Regions from separate parts of the Oryctolagus cuniculus genome. Here all the other regions are linked to region 3. The links are chromatin contacts, called in public Hi-C and Micro-C maps. All regions are on one chromosome and are shown on one strand. The core of a region is the stretch at or near the end of the contact, and the rest is flanking DNA. Distances in the headings are between cores, read along the strand shown.

Region 1 (3,951 bases), core at 1,237-3,736, 220 kb before region 3:
TTCAAGAGGGCATCTAAAACCTCAGTAATCAAGATAATATTTCAATGCAACACATTAAAAGAAAAATTAAGCAAAAAGCCATGTGAACAAGATATTAAATTTTTAGTAAGGTAAGATCAGTATTTTTTTTTTCTTTTGTCTTAGGCTCAGTTCTGCTTGGCACTTCTGACTCTCACTTCCATTTTGATGAACTATACCATGAAGCATATAATGGAAAATGCACAGAGGAAAATTTGTGCTCGCTGCATCACTCTGAGCTGGGGGAGTCCCATGGGGCAAGCACCCAGGGCCCTGGCTAGGGCTGCAGCCATCCAAGAAGTGGCAGAAGCCCACAAGACACCCTCACCTGATGCTACCTCTCAGGATAAATACTAGAGGTAAGGGTTCCAAAGGCTGAAAAAGTACTGTCATTTGAGCATAACTGCACTGTTGCCTGTTGAATCCATGACCATACACACAGAAATGGCACATGCCTGTACAGGCTATTTACCTATTCCATCTTGCATACTGAAAATGGGGTTTCTGGCATGAAACAGTGAAATCCTTTACATCTGGTTCCTGCAAACATCCCTGTAGTTATAGAAGCCACAAATACATGTTATTGATCAGTTTCTACCACTGAAAGGGTAAATGCAAGGACAGGGACCACAAGCAACTATTTCCCTTTGCTGAGCACTATGAATATGAGGAATAGTTACTGGGAAAGCTGTGTTCTGAAGATGTCTAGTTATTCCTGAGAAACCCACCCCCACCCAAATATCCCCTAATGGACAAGGAAGCACATCTCAACAGTGCTGTTAGCCGGACAGGGGCTGAGGGAGGGGCAACTCTGAGCTTTCCTATGCTAATGTTGCCAAGGAAAGAACACCAAAGAAGGGAGGTCCTTTAAATTAATTAGATGACATTTTTGGAATGAAAATGAACCTTTTTTGAAAAGACAGAAAGTGGCCATTCCTGAATTGAGGGCCTGTATTGTATAACTGCTGTGGTCAGGCCAGATTCTGCAAACCTGATGATGTCAGAGAAGGCAAGGTTGACCTCACATGTCTGGCCGGTGATACTCCCCATTCCTGGGCATCAGCATCCTGGTCCCACATCTGCCATTATAACAGTAGAGACTAAGTTTAGCAATAACCTGTACTATTGTTTTTCCATTCTGATAGTAGTTTCTTGATTGATGTGAGAAATAAACATTGGGTTCATTTTCAAAGGTTTTAAATCTGAGAAGACAACAAACTGGCATAAGAGCTTGCAGACAAGTAACTAGCTAAAATCTGGGTTACATGCATCTGAAAGTTCTTAGGCAAACAGGATGTTAGTGGCCAAAACAGCTGAAACAAATGCAGGCAAGAGCATAACCCCACAGTTACTCAGCCAGTGAGGAACAGGGGGAGAGACCTGCGTGCTAGAAAATGAACAGCTTGCTATAAACCACCCCTGGGTGTGCTGGGCCACTAGGCACCCAGTCTTGTGAGATAATTAATAAAGTCTCACTTTGGTGAACTTCCTGTCTGAATCCATCCTTTGAGTGGACGGGTGAGGTTGTTTCTCACAATCGATTAATAAGAACTTTAAGGACTCTCTAAGGATAACAGATAAGGCATTTGTAATAAGCAGTCGGTAGCTATTCTGTAAGTGGAGACTCTATAAAATATACCCTGTAGGGGCTTTGTTGCTCTTATTTACCTCTCTATCTCAGTGCTTACGACACCTTCCTAACACCTGCCTAAGTGCTGTATTCATGAAAGCTAGGCTAATGAGGACCACAAAATTCCCACCAACGTTAAATCATAATTACAGGGCAGCTTTTAGAGAGTCCCAAGTTCTGTAGGTTCTGTGTTGATTAAAAACAGAACAGAAACTGAAATGATAAGAATAATATGAAATATTGGTTGTTTAATTCTAGGTAGTATAGGTAGAAAGCTTAAGTACTATCCCTGAGCAACTGCAGCGTACACAGACCTCTGTGACTACCAATCAGCAACCAGTTTGGCAGGACCAGAGAAGTGAAAACACAAGTTACCTGAGTTAATTGCATAACAATTGCTTACTCATGAAAATTCTTAAAGGATCAGCAACAAAAATGCCTCATAACATGAGGAAAGAAATAGATGAGTAAGTAAAGCAGAACAGGCGTGCACTCTCTAATGGAAGGAAATTCTGAAAATTATCAGGCTCAGCTAAAGCCCACAGAAGTTCAGTTTTCCTAGTCTTTAATAAGTAGACCTGACACTAGAAAGATTCCTTCAGAAAGGGCTGGCCATCCAAGGAGGCAGGCAGGATTCTTCCAGTGATTGCGTTCTCAACGCCCTGGTGCCAACCTTGAAGGTTGTCCTGCCAGCTTGGTTCCCCCTAAACCCCGCCAAATCCAAAGGGTCGGAAAGCAGTTGAGTGGGCAAAGCCATGCGGTAGCTGCCCTGGGGACCGCCCTACACTCAGGTAACCAATGGCCATGGAGCAAGGGCGGTACCTCAGGAAATTGGGCCAATGAGAACGTGGCAAGATTGAAGGGGTCGTCCCCGTCCCAGCCTGACAGAGGGGAACGCGGCCCCAACTCGGACCGATGCGGGAAACTTCGGGAGCTGAGGAGTGCGCGGCGGCGCTGGGCGGCGCGCTCTTCCTACTGCTCTTTGCACTGTGGGGACGCCAGCTGCTGAAGCGGAGGCGGCCGGTGGGCTTTCCCCCGGGGCCTCCGGGGCTACCGTTTATCGGCAACATCTACTCCCTGGCCGCCTCAGCCGACCTTCCCCATGTCTACATGAGAAAGCAGAGCCAAGTGTACGGCGAGGTACAGCCCCGACCGCCGGGCCGCGAGCAGGGAGGGCCGCCGTCCTGGCCTCCGGGCTGGCTTGGGTCTCCCTGTAGGTTGGACTGGAGGCCAGTTCCGGTTCGAGGAGCCGAGATTTCTGTGTGCTGGCAACTTCTGCTGAGGAAAACCCGCTCACTTCGCCCACCCCCTCCACCAATGGGCCGCCCCACTCCAGCCTGCGCTCTGAGGCGATCCGGGCCGGGGTTCCTCGCTTCGGAGGGGAGCGCGCGCTCGGCGCCCCGGAGCTCCCGGGCCTGCGCAGTGTGGTTCTCGGGTAGGCCGGGCGCAGGCTGCGGGCCTTGATCGCCCGCAGGTTAGAGTTCACTGCTTGGCTTGAGCAAAAAGTAGCGGCAGCCTGAATTCTGGGGCCTGGTTATAGTTAATGGTTATGGGAGGTTCTTCGAGGCTTGCTATTGACTAACAAGTGGTGTAAGCGTTTGCTGTGAGGATTCAAAGTAGAATGGAGTGAACGTCCCGCCAAGAAGCGGGCTGTGGTTAATAGGAAAAGCGTGCGTAGAACTAATGACGCAAAACAGCGCGGGAGCCCTGCAGCCCTGCGTGAGCGAGGTTCAGATTGGCCAGGAACGCCCTTAGAGCATGTACTTATAAGGTGCCACCTGTGTGCTGCTCTCTCGAACAACTTGTTGACTCATTTAAATCTCACAGCCACCTGGTGAGGTAGGTGTTTCAAGTTTTCCCCATTTTCACATAGAAAAACTGAATGACACCCCCCACCCCGAAAAAGACAGGAACACAGTGCTTGTGTTTGGAAGGGTGCCCTTATCTCAAAAGGCCGAAGTGTCCAGAAGGGAGTTAACAGTCCAGAGGGAGAGAGAAAACGAATTCCAGCGATAAACTGTGGTTAAAGGCTGTATGGCAATTATATTTCAGGTTAGTGCTTAAATCCTTACTTAAATCAATTTGTCTAAGAATTATTTCAGGCTTCTGCAGCTCAATAGTGGTTGGCATTGCTAAAGGGAACCTGGACATCGATCAAGAAAATATATATAATTCTTAAGTTTTATCTACCCTCCCCCATTCTCCAGAGTTTATTTCCATGATTTCTGTTTAATATATTTGATCTCTTTGATATGTTTGTCACAAAGCAGCATGATATTATGGAGAAATCACAAGATGTGGAA
Region 2 (4,322 bases), core at 1,108-3,607, 140 kb after region 3:
TCTGCTGTGGCCAGGGAGTGCAGTGGAGGATGGCCCAGGTGCTTGGGCCCTGCACCCCATGGGAGACCAGGAAAAGCACCTGGCTCCTGGCTCCTGCCATCGGATCAGCGCGGTGCGCCGGCCGCAGCGCGCCGGCCGCGGCAGCCATTGGAGGGTGAACCAACGGCAAAAGGAAGACCTTTCTCTCTGTCTCTCTCTCTCACTGTCCACTCTGCCTGTCAAAAAAAAAAAAAAAAAGACAAAAAAATTCCTATCCCTGGACAGTTAAGTGGTTCCCTAACTCTCTGGAATAACAAATTTCCCTCCTCATTTTCACTTGAGCTACCTTCAAGGAGTTTCTTTTTTTTGTATTCAAAAATCTTCTGTAAAAGTAACCTATGCACCATGCACAATAAGTTAATTCTCCACCTATGGCGCCAGCATCCTATATGGGCGCTGGCTCAAGTCCTGGCTGCTCCTCTTCCAATCCAGCTCGCTGCTATGGCCTGGGATAGCAGTAGAAGATGGCTCAAGTCCTTGGGCCCCTGCACTCACGTGGGAGACCTGGAAGAAGCTCCTGGCTCCTGGCTTCGGATTGGCACAGCTCCGGCCGTTGCAGCCATCTGGGAGTGAACCAGCAGATGGAAAACCTCTCTCTCTGTCTCTCTCACTGTCTCTAACTCTACCTCTCAAATAAATAAATAAAATATTAAAAAAAAAGTAACCTAATAAGAGGTTACCATCCCTATTGACAGGGAGTGCCAACAAATGAATGAGAAAATGAGTAACGTAATAATAAATTGAGAAAAGAATGAAGTACAGTTTACTAACATAACAAACAGCAGGAAATACATTAAAAGATTTTTTACTAGTAATCAAAAACTACAAAGAAAATTAAAGCAAGAGGTTTTTTTTTTTTTTTTTCCCTGCCTATCAACTTGATAACTGCACAGTGTACTCACAATATCCAATGTTGGTGAGGGTACAATGAAAGAGGATTCTCAGGCACTGTAGAATGTAAACAGATATAATATTTTTTTGCAACTTAGCCATATAAATCTTAACTACAAATGTGCATTCCCTCTGACCCCACAATTCTACTTCTATGAATTCATCATAAGGAGGTAATCAGGAAAGTACACCAAATAATGTATAATCATCATTATGGTATTTTTATAATAGCAAAAATTTGGAAAGAATCTAATTGCTCACCAATAGTAAGGTAAATTATCTCATTTCCACACAATAGAACACTATACAACTACTGAAAATATAATAGACATTTCATAAATATTTCAGAAATATTTATGAAAACAAAATGGCTATAACTTTTTAATAGTATTAAAAATAGTTTAATATAATTTTATATGTAAAAGAACTGACAGATTTGTATGCAACACATAACCATAAATATGTTACATGACAATTTTTAAATGGGCATTTAGTCACTCATTCAACATTCTTTATTCCCTTCGCCAATATTTATTAAGCACTTCATACATGCTAGGAATGTGTACATCAAAAAGATGAACTATTAATTTAATCTGTTACTTTAAAAATGACAATAACCATTGTTGCAAATTTGAGGGGGGCAACCCCATATACTACAGTTGAGGACCTAACAGTAAAACTTTTCTAAAAGCCAATTTAGCTCTTTTCATGAAAAGCCTTAAAATTATACATTTCATTTGAACCTGTAATTCCATTTCCTAGAACTGACTCAAAAGAAAAGAATATGGATGTTAAACATATATAGGAAACAGTTCGTGAGTTATTTGGAAGGACCTAAATATCAAACAATAGGGATCTGGGTAAATATATGTTCAGAATGCAGAATACCAGGGCATCTTTGTTTGACCTGCAAAATGTTGAAGACAAGAAAGCGTTCAAACACATACATGCAAAGGTTTCTAAACAGTGTGATTCTACACTGCTGCGAACCTGACCACACCACCTGAGCCAGTTCTTGTACATGCAAAACTCTCATCCCGAAGGGATGCTTTCAGCTCCAATGTCACCTTAATCTAGGCACTCACCTCTTCTTTAAAAAGAGAATTACCAGTTGGTAGGTGTTATTGGCAGCTATGCTCAGAGCTGTCTCAAACTAGTTCATTTGGGGATTTGCCAGAAGATCCTTTCGAAAAGAAAATAGATAATTCAGAAGAAAAAGTCCTTTTATTCTCAGCGGCCTAATCTAATCTATCGGGTGTCTGCTTGGTTCTGAGGGCATGGAAAGACAGTAGTTCAAAGTCCGGAGGAGGAAAACAACAGTGATAAAAAATGAAGGGCTGCTGGTATCAGGGTCTTCGAAGAAGAGATTTAAGGAAGGCAGAGGATTCATAAGTGCAAAGCAAAGAACGCACACCAGCAAGATACTCGAGGAAGAGTATGGCTGACACACATAAACAGGCGTTATTCTGTGGCCTTTCCTGAAGCCTCGTTCTTCTCAGACACACACAGCTCAAATCTCTGAGGACGATGAACCTGAGACTCCAGGACGGGCTACGAGCTGCTGTTTAGCCACTGCCTGCACTCCGGGGCCTACGTTTCCCGCCAATCTCAGTTCCTCCTTCTCCCAGGGCCCCGCCCACGCAGGAGGGCGCGAGGAAGCGCTGGAAACCTATCGATAGCTCCGGAATAGACTGATCTACCCTGCGCTGCCGCCGTCAAAACCCCGCAGCCTTTTCTGTAGATCGCCGAGCGGTAGTTTCGGCTGCGTTCCTTACTCCGCACCTTCGCTAGGAGTCCTGCAGCCAGGCCGGCGACGGAACCATGGTGCGTTGGGTCCCGATCCTTCGAAGGTTTAGGGCAGAGGTCCCAGTGACTTGGGGATGGCGAACCAATTCTCCTGCCGTTCTTAGAGCGGCCCGAGGCCACGGGGCATGGGAACCCCAGTCTGCGGGAGGGCTCCGGCAGTGATTCAGCATCTCCGGCCTGGCCTGGCGAGCTGCGGTCGGTAGCCGGTGCAGCCTTTTCCTCACGGCGCATTTCGCTATTCTCAAGGCCTCGATGAAGTGGTCGAGTCCGCCTCTCGAGTTCCCTCACCGGAGTAGATTCCCAGAGGTCCAAAACGATCCCTCGTGCTCTGGACGATAGAGAGACGGGACTTGACTCGGAGGCGGCCTTGTACCGCCGGGGCGGTCTAGACCCAGGGTGTGTGTCCTTAGATCGCGTCCCTTTCCTTGGTGGGTCCGTCCGACTTATCAGCCCCCTAGGGCGCGATCAGAAAAGGTCTCTTTCACTTTGTCCAGTCACCTGATTGCAAATGAGTGAACTTATCCTGAAAGGGGAAATGATGGACTCAGGATTATAATGTAGTTCTGTGGGCTTCAAGTCCCACGCCAAAGAGTCCAGCGTTCAGTCCGCTCTCCCCTGTGATTGTTCTGCCAAGTAGTGAAAGGCCTTTTTGAAGATTGTCTAAAACAGTAGTGTATCGTAGTTATTCGTATCTAGCCCAAAGTAACAAAGAAAAATTTTATGTGTACAAAAGTGCAAGTACAGGGGAGGCTCAAAGATAATCAGACATATCCCTAACCTTAATTTTAAGATAGAAAAGGATGTGTACAGAGCTGTGGGACTTCGTGCTGTGAGGGTTTTGGGAGAAGAATTCAAGAGATAGACATTTGAGCTCATTTAAAGAAAAAGTTTGATGCATATAAACTTCAATAGTTGAACCCAAAGGGAGCGCTATGGAGAGTGGCTGGGTAGAAAGTTGGAAAGATGAGACCCATTTAGAGCTGTTCCTTCCTCCCCAGCTCATAGAAATTGTAGACTTGGCTTGCCACTGAGTATAGTAGTAATCTTCCAGTGAGTTTGCCTTAACAGTTACTTTAATGTGTAATGAAATCACACATTTCTTAATATTAAGAGGAGGGTTCTGACAATAATTTGATCTTTTTTTTTACTTTCAGTTTCGTAACCAGTATGACAATGATGTCACTGTTTGGAGTCCTCAGGTAAGATAATGTTTCATACTATTCCATTCAAGAGCTTTTTCATGGCTGCAATATGTTTAGAAGGTTGTGTGATTGTAGACTGTGAGAAAATGGGATATATTCATTTTAGACACTCCCATAACTTAAATTTATAATTCAATACATTTTCTGGTTTTAAAAAAAGTCATTTGAGATTTAACAGTGCTCTTGAGGTTTGAGGACTCTTAATTCTTAATTTGTGAAACTCTTCTAAGGTGACTCTAAGACATGTGTTTTTTTTCCCTTTAGGGCAGGATTCATCAAATTGAATATGCAATGGAAGCTGTTAAGCAAGGTTCAGCCACAGTTGGTCTGAAATCAAAAACCCATGCAGTGTTGGTTGCATTGAAGGTAAATAAAGCAATAAAT
Region 3 (3,965 bases), core at 738-3,237:
AATTTTAAGTCTCTGAAGAAAAAAAAAACGCTTTTGACAACTTTCCAGACATTACTAAGCTTAAGCTGTTAAAAATTACCCTAATTTTGCAACAAATACACACAACACAGTGAGTTAGTGTTGAAAAAATACACACACACACACACACACACTCACACAACTCTAGCAGGCTATATGGCTGGCTTTCTGTCTGAACGACTGAGTCTCAGTTCCAAACTGTTCTTTCCAGGTGACGCTCTCAGATTCCCCCCTCGATTATCATCACTGGCGAAAACTCCCACAGTCTCCCCTCAGGCTGAAGGCCGCACGCTCCGCTGGGGCAGATACCACCAGCAAAGTGATACTGGCACCAAACAAGAGCGTGCCCGCCTCATTCCTCTGAGAAGCAGCCCCCCCACCCCCATTACATACACAAAGTCGCTTAAAATGCAGCCTGCTTAGGGGGCTATTTCAGGGCCACTCAAAGGACAAAACTTGCTTCTGCGTTCTGCAAACGCTTCCTGTAATTGAGGAATCCCTTCCAGGATAAAACATGACTTCCTCCCCTTTGCTCCCACTTCCAAGACGCTCCCTGCACTCGCGCACCGCAGCGCCAAGGCCGACGGCGCGCTCGCCCCCGGGCGGCCCCGACTCCCGGGCCAACATACCTGCTCTCTGGAAATACAAGGCAACGACGGTCGGCGGAACATCTTGCCACTGCCATAGTAACTGGCGCCGCTCTCTCCCAGCGAAACGCAGCTGGACCTCCGCCGGGGTCGTATCACAGGCACTTTTTCGTCCACGGCGCTGGCCAGCCGAGGATGGAGAGGCGCTTCCCTGATCTGAAAGAAGTGATCCAACCCCAGGGCCAGCAGACAGCCTGCGCTCCCGACCAGGCAAGAGAGCAGCGGCCGAAGGACCGAAGGCAGCGAGCCCAGGCTGGTGACGGAGACCCACCAGACGCAGCTGGCGAAGAGCAGCAGCGCCGGGATGCTGTGGCGGAGCCTCGCAGGCTGTGCGAGCGTCAGCAAACCCACACAGCTCAGCACCAACACCAACCTGCCCGCCACCGCTGGGGGCGCGTGCGGGCCGGGGGTCTCGGCCCCCCACGGCCAGGACCACCACGGCCACCCCAAGAGGTCCCCCAGGTAACAGCAGGCGGGCAGCGCAAGCACCCACCAGGAGCCGCCGCCTGGGCCCAGGTCGGGGCCCCGCTGGGTCCGAGTCAGGAAGCAGGTGAGGAAGAAGAAGGCACAGGCGATGCTGAAGAGGGGGCTGAGGCTATGCGAGCACACGCTCAGCAGCGTCCGCAGCTGGGCGGCCCCGGTAACCCAGCTCTCGGGCCCCGCGCCGAGCAGCCCGGCGAGGACAAAGGCGGCCAGGGCGCCCAGCGAGAGGCGCGCCCGGGAGAAGCGGGAGCCGTGCCGCGGCTGCTGGGGAGAGGCCGGCGCCGGCGGCGGCAGCTCCACGTTGCAGAAGCGGCAGAGGTGGAATAAGAAGCCGCGCGGAGGGTCCTGCCGCAAGGGGCTCACGCAGCTCTTCACGTAGCCGTTCCTCAGACTCCCGGGGGGCGAGCCGGCCCCGTCCGGCGGCTGCGGGTACCGCATGGCTTTGGCGTCTCGCTCCTCTCCCCTCATGGCCAGGGGTGGCCGCGGGGCTCAGCACGCCCAGCTCGGACTGCAGACAGCCGCTCGCGCTCCCGGACCCCCGCCACCGAGTTCTGGGCGCCCCCCGGCTCGTAGCGCGTCAGAGCTGCGCCCGTCGCCGCGGCCCGGGGTCTCCGCCGCGCGGGCCGAGGAGCGACAGAGTCCGCGACATGCTGGCTCAGGAGAGCGGCGGAAGGGGCTTCTCTCCGGGACCGCGTCGGCTGCCGTCTCCTTTTCCCTCGGGCAACTCTGGGGACTGAAGACTCGGTGTCGCCTCCCAGCTCCCGTTGGCTGCAACAGTTAACCTCACGGCCCCAGCCTGGTCCGTTGGGCGCGCGAGCGGCAAGCGGGCGCTCCTCCCCCGCGGCAGCTCCGGCCGGGCACGCGCCCTGCCCGCCGTCCGCGCGCGCCCGCGTCTGGCCCGCCAGCACCGGCGCCCGCCGCCACCAACAGGGACGCGAGATCGGGACCCCGCCGAGTGTGTGAGTGTGGGGCAGGAGAGTGCGGCCGTGGTAGTCCGGGGGCCGGCTGGGGCTGGGAGAGACGACGGGGTCGTCATCGGATGGGAAGGGCAAACCCGCCAACCTGGGACCCCAGACACGCAGGGTGTTTTGAGGGGAAGTCAGAGGTGTCTAGCCAGGCTCCGACAGGTCACCACTGGGGTCTTGGGGAAAGAGAGGACGTTTGTGATCCCCAAAAGGAGTGCCTAGTGGGGATACCGAGCCCAGAGTGGGAGGGGCTGCCTCTAACCTCAGCCCAGTTCGGGGTGGGCCCTGGGACTGTGTGAGCAGAGCTGTGACCAAGTGAGGGCCCGTCATCACCAAGGCCACAACCCAGAACCTCTAATCACGGTGGGTAGGTATGGCCCCAGCTGCAACGTGTTTCCTTGAGCCACGCAGCAGGCCCAAAATCCCTGCAGTGGCCCTTAGGGAGGGTGCACGTGGCGGGCACTCTGGAAACATCCAAATCTTGCTTCACAGGCAAGGAACTGACGTCACGTCCTCCACCTTCCACCCTTGCCATACATACGCAATGGTCAGTCTAGTTCCCCTCTAACATGGCCTGTAAGATTTGCTGTTGCAAATGTCCTTTCCAAATTGAAAGCTTTTTCACTATAACAGCAAGTTCTAGAGAGGGGGGATAGGAACATTAGGTGTTCTCGCCAAGACCACTCCTCAGCTGTGATCCATTGCCCTTCAAAAGCCAAGTAAGATGCTATCTGTAAAGTAGTGGTGAAACTAGCAACGTTAGGAAATGCTGACTTCAAAGTGAGAAGAACGTTGCAGTACCAAAGGGACTGCTCTGGAATCGCACCAATCATAACTGCCTTAGAGGGTGAACTGTGTTTCCCTCCACCGAAACTCCCTCCAGCCTCATGACAGAACTGCATTTCTCAAAAAGCTAATTCCACATTTTTCCAGGGAGATGAGAAACCTTACTGTGTGGTAAATCCCACAAACAGGCCCATTTTTCACCAATTAATCTCTGCCCACAGCCATGACCTAACACACCATTTTCATATATGGTCAGAGTTCACATACATAGCAGAAATCACTGTGAAATTAGCTCAAGAATTTGATCAAGAGACACGCATACAAACAAAAACAATTACCAGCTTCCTTTCCTTTTCTATACATTGAATAAAAGAAAAAAATAGTTTTCTAATTTATAAACCAAATGCTTTCCTAAAAGGTAAAGAGTCCATCAAGGGCCGGTGCTTCGGCTCAATAGACTAATCCTCCACCTTGCGGCGCTGGCACACCAGTTTCTAGTCCCGTCGGGGCGGCAGATTCTGTCCCAGTTGCCCCTCTTCCAGGCCAGCTCTCTGCTGTGGCCTAGGAGTGCAGTGGAGGATGGCCCAAGTGCTTGGGCCCTGCACCCCATGGGAGACCAGGAGAAGCACCTGGCTCCTGGCTTCGGATCAGTGCAGTGCGCGGGCCGCAGCGCACCAGCCGCAGCAGCCATTGGAGGGTGAACCAACGGCAAAGGAAGAACTTTCTCTCTCTCTGTCTCTCTCACTGTCCACTCTGCCTGTCAAAAAAAAAAAAAAAAAAAGAGTCCATCAAAGCTTTCTTCCACTATGACAATAACATGTATAAACCTCACTAACACCAGATGAAGACTGAGTATGAAACTTTAAAATTTTTATTTATTAAATTTGAGAGGCAGAGAGTGACTCCCACCTGCTAATTTACTCCTTAAGTGCCCCAAAACCGGGGAACTCATTTCAGCTGTACATGAGTGCCAAGGACCCAAGTACTTGAACCATCACTCACTGACCTCTAGGAGTGCACATTAACAGGAAGATGTAATTGGGAGCAGACACCCCAACCAATAGCT

Evidence for each region. A called contact is a pair of places that touch in the nucleus more often than the background predicts.
Region 1: a Micro-C map of ear pinna shows a contact between it and region 3, with 4 times the contacts expected there. The contact joins the promoter of CYP2R1 here to the promoter of PDE3B in region 3. A contact is called at or near these places in 3 of 6 Hi-C or Micro-C datasets (ear pinna, skin fibroblasts and an unstated tissue).
Region 2: a Hi-C map of an unstated tissue shows a contact between it and region 3, with 2.4 times the contacts expected there. The contact joins the promoter of PSMA1 here to the promoter of PDE3B in region 3. A contact is called at or near these places in 3 of 6 Hi-C or Micro-C datasets (liver, skin fibroblasts and an unstated tissue).

The regions. Positions count from the first base shown.
Region 1 is chr1:51,342,018-51,345,968 of mOryCun1.1, forward strand. CYP2R1 (cytochrome P450 family 2 subfamily R member 1) reads left to right here and starts at 2,487. Exons shown (of 5, transcript XM_002708828.5): 1 at 2,487-2,788. The coding sequence starts at 2,564.
Region 2 is chr1:51,701,881-51,706,202 of mOryCun1.1, forward strand. It overlaps PSMA1 (proteasome 20S subunit alpha 1), which reads left to right and starts at 2,358. Exons shown (of 10, transcript XM_002708826.5): 1 at 2,358-2,754; 2 at 3,891-3,935; 3 at 4,203-4,304. The coding sequence starts at 2,752. LOC127492353 (a long non-coding RNA gene) reads right to left here and starts at 2,601. Exons shown (of 3, transcript XR_011388330.1): 1 at 2,464-2,601; 2 at 2,016-2,113; 3 at 908-987.
Region 3 is chr1:51,563,431-51,567,395 of mOryCun1.1, forward strand. It overlaps PDE3B (phosphodiesterase 3B), which reads right to left and starts at 1,988. Exons shown (of 16, transcript XM_002708827.5): 1 at 648-1,988. The coding sequence starts at 1,616.